Regions from separate parts of the Mus musculus genome. Here region 2 is linked to region 1. The links are chromatin contacts, called in public ChIA-PET maps. All regions are on one chromosome and are shown on one strand. Each heading gives the region's core, a stretch centred on a gene start, on an enhancer-like site or on the middle of the called end of the contact. The rest is flanking DNA. Distances are from core to core; before and after follow the strand shown.

Region 1 (4,117 bases), core at 560-3,059:
AATACGGATTCCCCTTCCCCCAGACCCTCACCAGCGTTTGTAATTCTTGATGATAATAGCCAGTCTGACTAGGGTAAAATGGAATCACGAGAGTTTTCATTTGTACTTCCTTGATAGCTGAGGATGTTGAATACTTAAAAAATATGTATCGACACTCTATAGTTCTTCAGATAATAAACAACCAAACTTCTCAGTGTCAGTCATAACCATAAAAGTCTCCAGGAAGTTTTTCTCTCTGAGCCAGAGTAATTACATTTGTAACATTCTGTTTAATCCATCCATAGCTTGAACTTATTTAAAAACATATTTATTGAGTTCATACCAATTGCTGTGCTAGGTTTTTTGATGTGGGTGTGGATAAGGCATGAGCAAAGCCCTAAACATTCACATTTCTGTGGAAAGCCAAGCACAGAACATAAGGGGAAGACACGAAACTGCCAGATACCAGTGAATTAATCAAATCAGCCAGGCATCTATGCCATCTCCACCCCTCCGGACTTTGTGTGCATGTGTGAGTGTAAAAGTGAGTGTACATGTGCATATTAATGTGTGTGCAAGTGTGTATGTGTGCATGTGAATGTATATATGTGTATGAGTGTGTGTATGTGTGTCTGAGTGTGTGTATGTATATGTGTGTGAGTATGTGTTTGAGTGTATGTATGTAAGTGTGTGTGTGTGTGTGTGTGTGTGTGATGCTGAAATTTTAATGTTATTAATGTTATTTCACTGAGCTATATCTCCAGCTCTAAATTCCCTTTCTAGGTTCATGGTGGAAATTAAGCAATGCTGTTGGACAGGAAAACAGGTCATGTTTAGGGTCTACTAGTAAAGTCTACATATGGCTTAGTGACCTTGACTAGAGATATACAAATACTTGCTCACCCAAAAATACATAATAAAAGGCATTTTCTGTTATTAGCCTACATCTATCCTTGTTTCCAAGCCAATGGAATCCCATTTGCTTGGCTTCTTTGGTTTCAGGGGTGTAGAATATACCCTTGGATTCTGTGATTGACAAATGATTATCCTAAACTAATTTACCAATTTCAACTAGGGTGAGTTATATGATGTTCAAAAGTTGGCAACTGGTTTAGGAATGGTTGTGGGGTCCAGTTTTAGCCAATGAGACAACACAGAGAATGCTTAGGGATGCTTCTGGAAAAGTTCTTTCTTTCCTTATAGAGGAGAGACAAGCCTTGCTGGCATCCCTTGCTCCCCCCTGGAGCATACCCTGATATTGCAGGCGAAACAGGCACACTGTGACCAAGAGCAAAGAACCAGGATGAAAGCGTCTGCTAAGTATTATGGGTATGAAAAGATGGTGTGAGCTATGGTCTCCCGGGATGTCATTGAGCAGCAAGGCGAGCCCAGGGCCTTCTGCTTCCATGTTCAGACTTTTGTGTGAGAAGTCTTCTGTTACTCACTGGCTGAAGCATCCCTAACTGATATGGTGCACTGGTCAGGTTTAATATACCCGTTGACATAATTGAACATTGGAAACTCATTATTTACCTACCAAATACTTCCTGATGAACATCAGGTATCAGAACCAGTGTGGAATAAGAACAAGAAGAGGAGATTCTAAACGCAGGTGTGATCTGTAATCTCTGTCATTGTATTGGCTGGATTGAGAAATACCCAGAAAGAGCCCACTGACTGTATCAGTCAGGCTGTTTCCAGAGAGGTTAACGGAGGACGGAAGTCCCACCCCGAGTGGAGGTTGAACCACATCAGAGGCTGCCATCCTGAGCTGAGTAAAGCACAAAACAATCAGCACCCGCATTCACGGCTCTCGACCTTTGCTGCAGGCACACTGTGAACTTCCGCTTCACGCTGCAGGCACACTGTGAACTTCCGCTTCACGCCGCAGGCACACTGTGAACTTCCGCTTCACGCTCCTGACCTGTGTGTTCCCTGCCAGGGTGGATTGCATCTTCAAACTGTGAGTCAAAATAACTTTGTCGTTCCTTGAGACATTTCTGTCAGGCATTTTATCAGAACACTGAGAACTGTAGTTATAGGAAATAAGATAAAATATAGGCCCCATTTGGTATCAGTACAATCAAAGCGAACAAATACAGGACCAAGGAGACCTTGTTTACTTGAGCTTCCAATAAAAACAAACAAACAAACAAACAAATCCTTGCTTTACTCAAGTCCAGCACAGAACAAGACTGCACTTCTCCAGGCTTTGTGTGCTCCATGAACCAAGCACTCGGAGGGAGGGATTATCATCCGGTTTGGAGCTTTGATTCCTGGGGCAGTTTTAGCAATTTAGAGTTTGCACCCTCACTTACAGAAAAACATTGGTGTAAAATGAGCGTAGTGATTTAACCTTAGAATAAAAAATGTGTTGGGGACAATGAGTGAGCTCTGAGATGTACATCAGAGCGCTTGCAAACCCCTGACCAGTCTTGCGCACTGGATAAGGCCCTGAAGCAAGCAGGCTTTTTATAAGGTCGCCACACATATTCTTAGTGTCCTGAGAGGGGGAGCTGCCCACCCTTTGCTATGCCAGAAAGTTAAATAATCCATTAGTTTATTTATTTATTATGAATTATTTGTAAGATATTATGAAATTTAACCAAGTCATTTCTGAAGCCTTGTTCACTGCCATCTTTAACCCCCTGCTTTGTTTTTCCTGGGCTTTGCGTCTGAATCCTTTTCTGGCGTTTTCTCTTCATCCTCTTCAATTCCTCATTGAAGGCGCTCCCTTGGCTTAATATTTAGAAATGTCTTATTAGTATACTCATCAACACGAAAATGTATCAAAGAGCCAGATTTCTTTTCTGATTTCAATTACATACCTGTGGTCTTAAACCTCTCTTTTGCTTTGGGGTATATTTTCCTACCTTACAGCCACTTTCTTCTGCTTATAACTGGCAGCTAAGTTAGCCTAGGATACGGTTTATGGTGCTTTGTTTTCTTTCCCAGAATCTTCAACGCCTTTAAACCGAGTAACCTTATCTTTGCCTTTATTCAATGGTCGGCCTGCGTTTCAACTTCCCTTTCCTCCCTTATCTCAAGCTATTCTCTGAAAAAGCCCTACTCAGGTTAAATCGCTCTTCCGGGTGGCCCTTCAAGCACGGGCCATTTCTTCCTTACCAAAAGCAAGAGCACATTTTTTTTTTCCTTACCACGAGTGTTGTGTGTTTGCTGAGATTTCTCTCAGCACTGAACGCCATCCAAACGTCATCATTTTGCCATATGTACTTCCACACAACGTTCTCTAGTCCTGTCCACACCATTTGGGGGTCACATTTTGTTTGTTGACTGGCACTTTTTAAAATTGCTACTTGATTGGTCTGTTTTTCGTCCCAAGTGTCTGAGTTTCGAGAAAAGGAGGGCGTGGCACAGCGCGTGCGCAAACCTGTCTATACAGTACCTTGAGTTTAACAAAACTCAGAAATGCCAGAAGCCTTCCCCCAAGGGTTGAAGTCTCTCGCTCTCAAAGGAGACTTGGTCAGGTCAGGGGCAGGTTGATTAATAGGATCTGAGTTAAATGGCATGGAACCTGTAAGCCTGGCTGTGTGCAGTCTGACTAAGTGAGCTCTCGTGGTACACATCATTGAGGCTAGCTCAGGGAGAACACGAGATAGCAGACAAGAGTGGCACACATTTTTTTTTACTTACCAGATGTAGCACCACTTCTCCCCAACAGGTGGCGCTGGTTCTCTGTAACATTTTGTTCTCGCCCCTCCTCTCTCTTCCCCTCCCCTTTCCTCCCCTGCCTCTCTTCTTGTGTCATCTCTTCTCCCTTCCCTTTACTCCCTCTCTTGCTTTCTTCCCCCACTCCATGGGCAAGCATTTTAAATAACCAGATTGCGATTTGTTTTCCACTTTGAGTTTAACATCTCTCATGCTGGGCACTGGTTTTCATTTATTATCACAAATCTACCTCCTGGCGAGTATAATCGGTGCGGCCATTATCCCATACTGTCTTGGCGTTGACCCTGCCAGTTAGTAAGGTCTCTGCCACTAATTGCGATGTGACAAGAACCAGTCTCAGTCTCAATGTTAGAAGATGCCAGAGGAGTCACAGAACAGACTTTTGTAGGTGTGTGTATGTGAGTGTGTATAAGTGTGTGTGTATGGTGTATGTGTGGTGTAATGTATG
Region 2 (4,117 bases), core at 852-3,351, 92 kb after region 1:
AAGAAAGAAAGAAAAAACTAAGCAAACAAACCCAAACTGAGTCTAAATAAATGTTAAGGATCTTCACTTTCAGTCCAAGATTGCTCTCTCCTTCTAAAGTAGGGCAAGGAGGAAAATGGCGGGCATGAGTTGTCCTAACCTTTGGGGTCTCTGCAAAGTCCCCTGAGACCACCATTTCCATGTAAACTCAGAGGAAAGGTCTGGCAGTTCCATGTAGGTGGGACAATCAACACTCTCTGCTTCCTCAGAAATGGAAGCTCCGGTGAGGTTTTCGAGTACTGGCTGAAGAGAAGAGGTCTACAGAATGACAGGGCCACAGAGAAGCATATAAGAATGACAGCCATGGCCCAGGCCACTTGCTAGACAACTGCTTCCTCATGCCCACACTGCTGTGCGCTTTATTACAACCCCTTATCTCTGTTCACTTCTCCCACTACATTTTTTGAGGTTAGATTTAAACCTTCGTTTTAAAGTCGCAAAAGACCAGAGCAGAATGATGTCAGCAGGAGACAGGATAGAAGGATCTAGAAATTCCAGTCTTAGCGCTGAATGGCTCTATCAGTTCAGGAAATGGGAGAATGGGCTTTTGCGTAGAGTGGGGTTGCTATACAGTAGGCAGACCAATCAACTAGTTGTTTTGCAGAGCTAATTTGGGAGTGAAAAGCGTGGTGTCTTCATGTGCACGGCTCATGCTCCGACCTTCTCCAGGTCCTAATCCTTTACCTCCTGGTTTTCCTGCAGCTCCAAAACCAAGTAAATCTTTCCCTTTTCCTTTCCAAGTTAGAAATGGAAGCGGTGGGATTTATCATCAGAACTGCTTCAATCCGGATGGATGGTGCTGAGACTGTTTCCTCCAACCGGCACTGCCTGTCTCTTCCTTGTCACCATTTGGAAGCTGCCCTGCCTCGCCATTTTTAGCATCTCTAAGGGGATTAAGGCTCTCAGTTCATTGTCTTCAAACTTCCACAGGAGAGAATCACAAAAATACTTCAGAGCAAGATGCCTGGGAGCTCGGAGCAGACAGAAGCCCCATCACCCTCCGGACGTGCTTTCTAGCCGTCACAGGGCACCCGCACACAGCAGCTGCGTGGCAGCAGATGAAGTACTTAGCTGGACCCCTTCATTTATCAGATTGTCATGAAACCCTCTCAAACATAATGCCAAGTGCCAGTTACAGACGCTGCTTTTCAGAGTGGGCAAACGGAGGCTTCGGGGAGTGTGAGAGAACCCACTCACGCACCATGGTCCACACAGATACTAAGAAGATGATGTTTTAAAGTTGATCAGTATCTCTGGAATATAAAAGTTTCCTTTTCTTCCCTCCTTCCTCTCCCCCTTCTCTTCCTCCTACTTATTCCTGCACTCTGTTTTAACTGAGGCCTTGCAAACACCACACACACATACATACACACAAATGCACACACACATGCATACACACATACACTCACACATACACACATATACACTCACACATACACACATGTATGCACACATACACACACATACATCCATACATACACATACACACATGCATACACACAAACACACATACATGCACATACACACATGCATAGACACATACACAAACATACACAAACACACACACACACACAAATTGGTGGTAATTTGAGTGCCAGTATCTGGCTTTTGAAAAAAGTACATTTTTCTTTAACTTCTACCTTATACCTAGCAAAAGTTCATCAACAGTACCTGAAGGTTTAAAAGGTTGTGAGAAGCCAATAAACCTCCCAACTTGACTACTCCTTCCCCAACAAAACAAGTAATTGTAGCAAAGCTAAAGCAATTTAACTCCAATTATGGAATTTGTTACTGAGCTGCTCCTGATAGCAGGCAGTATAACATTCATTAAAGGGTCAGCAGGATAGGAGCCAGGAGAAACTGCTTTTGGCACCTTCTGGCCATATGCAGTTACCTCTTAGATTCGACTGAATTACAGCATCTTATCTGCAAAATTAAATTTTCTTCTAAAAAGTGAGCAAGGTGAAAAAAAATCGGCCAGTGGAGAAATGAATGCTCCTCTAAGATCAGTCCGCAAATCTGAGCCACACAGAGAGGCCACTGAAGGACTCAAGATAAGCTTATCTGAGGACACTTTCTTCTAGAATTCTGCACACTGCCCCCACAGTTGCTGAAGCATGTCGGGGATGGAGGCTGAGAGCCAGGGGGTTGTTACTAGGCTGTTGATCTCATGGAAACACACGGTGAAGCCCAGTGGGCAGACTAGCCTGCTACAGAACCCAGCGGAGGACAGCTTCCCCTCTGCTGACAAACTAGAGGCAGCAGCCTGCACCCTTGGACACCACTCAAAGTCTAGTCATGTCCCTGTAGCTAGGTACACAGACTAAGTAGCTGTGCATCTAAATAAGCACCAGTTTATGGGGCCGGGGAGACGGCTGACTCCCATGATAAGGTGCTTACCGTGCAAGCTCAAGAACCAGAACTCAATCCCTGCCCCTGGCATGTGTGTAACCCCTGTACCCGTGCTCCTGCACACACTATAAACACGGACACGAGTGCACACTCACAGACGCACACGCACCTTAAAATAAGTGTGTTTATGAGCACTACTGCTTTGAGGATGAAGCATAGCTACCCATCAAGTGCTCAGCATCACAAAGGGTCAGTGATAACAACGAGGAAGAGGAGGAAGGGATGGGGATGACTACAGAACTGGGTACCAGCCAGAGCAAACTTTCCCTTAAACATTGGATGAATTAGACTCTTGCTAAGATCCATCAAAACAAAGTATCAGTCTTCAAACAAAATGTATTTGGATAATATTTAAATTTTCATTTTCATTCTTAACTGTTTTACTTTGGAGGGAGAGAAAACGTTTCATATTTACAGTGTTTCAAATAAAGAGACAGAGAAAACATGTAACAAAACTAGCCTGTGATTTTGGCCTTTGGCTATTATATAAATATATAAAAGCCAATCACACTCTGGGGAGTGGAATGCTACAAAAATGCAAAACCAGTGAAGAGTATTTTCTGCAGCATCATTTTCTGAGAAGCCCCTGAGTGATGGTGGTGGGTAGAGAAACTGAGGCACAGAGAGTATTGAATAAACATACATTCTTCATTCTGGTAGACTTGCAGGGGGCAAAAAGCGACTCTGTGCATATATTTGGGATCATATTAGCAGTTGAACCAAATTCCGCCCCAGTCAGGTGCTGCCCACGTCTCCTTGCCGTTATCAGAACGCTTCGCCTTGCACATTTTGTCCTGGCATCTGAGCACACAGCCGAAATACTGATGCTCAGATAACATGGAGAATAAAATCCGCACGAAGTTAACACGTTAGAACTTTTCCATGAGTAATGTGCTCCCTGAGATAAGCTTTATTGCATAGAAGCGATTAACAAGTTTATGGGCTGAGTAGTTCATGTTCCCCCATGGCCGAGCCCGCTGGGGACTGAGATGGGAAAGACTCTCCTTCACATTCCTTGACTATCTGGTCTGTATCAGATTCGCATATTAGAGAAGATGGTTCCTGGAAACTTCTCTGTCCCCGTCTTGAGACACTGGCCTTTTCTTCTTATGGTCTAAGTCAGCTTATTTTGTAGACCGTTGCCAACTGTATATCATCCCAGAACACCTTTAAGTACCAAAGAAAGCTAAACACAGCAGGTGGATGACGCATGCCAGGCAGACATGGGTCGAGAGGGGATGGTGGTGAAAACAAATTGCTCAGTCTTCCCCATCAAATGTGTGGACTGTGACTCCTCTCCTGGAGTAGGAGAGTGAAATGTCCTATATAGTGTGCGTCAAGGAAGAGCTCTGCTGACTAGAAAGGATTTCATACATCTGTCTAAGTTTTATTTTTCGAAGTTGTAGTGAAACATTTGCATGTGTTTAAAAAAATTACATGAAAATCTTTATCAAACTAACAGCATCCTCTTAATGCATTTATTTACTTAGTACGATTCCTTGGTAATTTGAGCAGATATTTTCAAGGTAGAAATAAATTGTTTTCATTGCTCTTAGGCTATTTATGGTAGTTGTAAGAGAAATGTTTCTCTAGGCCTTTGTCATGACCCTGAAGTCCTAGATCTGTGTGGAAGACCATCATGAACTCATTGACCCTGCCACTCCTG

Evidence for each region. ChIA-PET counts read pairs in DNA pulled down with a chosen protein or histone mark.
Region 2: a contact with region 1 is called in an SMC1A ChIA-PET map of the G1E-ER4 cell line, with 8 read pairs. The contact joins two enhancer-like sites.

The regions. Positions count from the first base shown.
Region 1 is chr10:21,417,577-21,421,693 of GRCm38.p6, forward strand. No RefSeq gene overlaps it. Among named protein-coding and RNA genes, the nearest start is that of Aldh8a1, 42 kb to the left of the region's middle. Within about 2 kb of position 1,810, at least 34 of the 459 cell types and tissues checked have an H3K27ac peak or open chromatin away from gene starts, as enhancers often do. A contact at or near this core is called in the G1E-ER4 cell line, where this site is marked.
Region 2 is chr10:21,509,415-21,513,531 of GRCm38.p6, forward strand. No RefSeq gene overlaps it. Among named protein-coding and RNA genes, the nearest start is that of Gm33892, 60 kb to the right of the region's middle. Within about 2 kb of position 2,102, at least 5 of the 459 cell types and tissues checked have an H3K27ac peak or open chromatin away from gene starts, as enhancers often do. A contact at or near this core is called in the G1E-ER4 cell line, where this site is marked.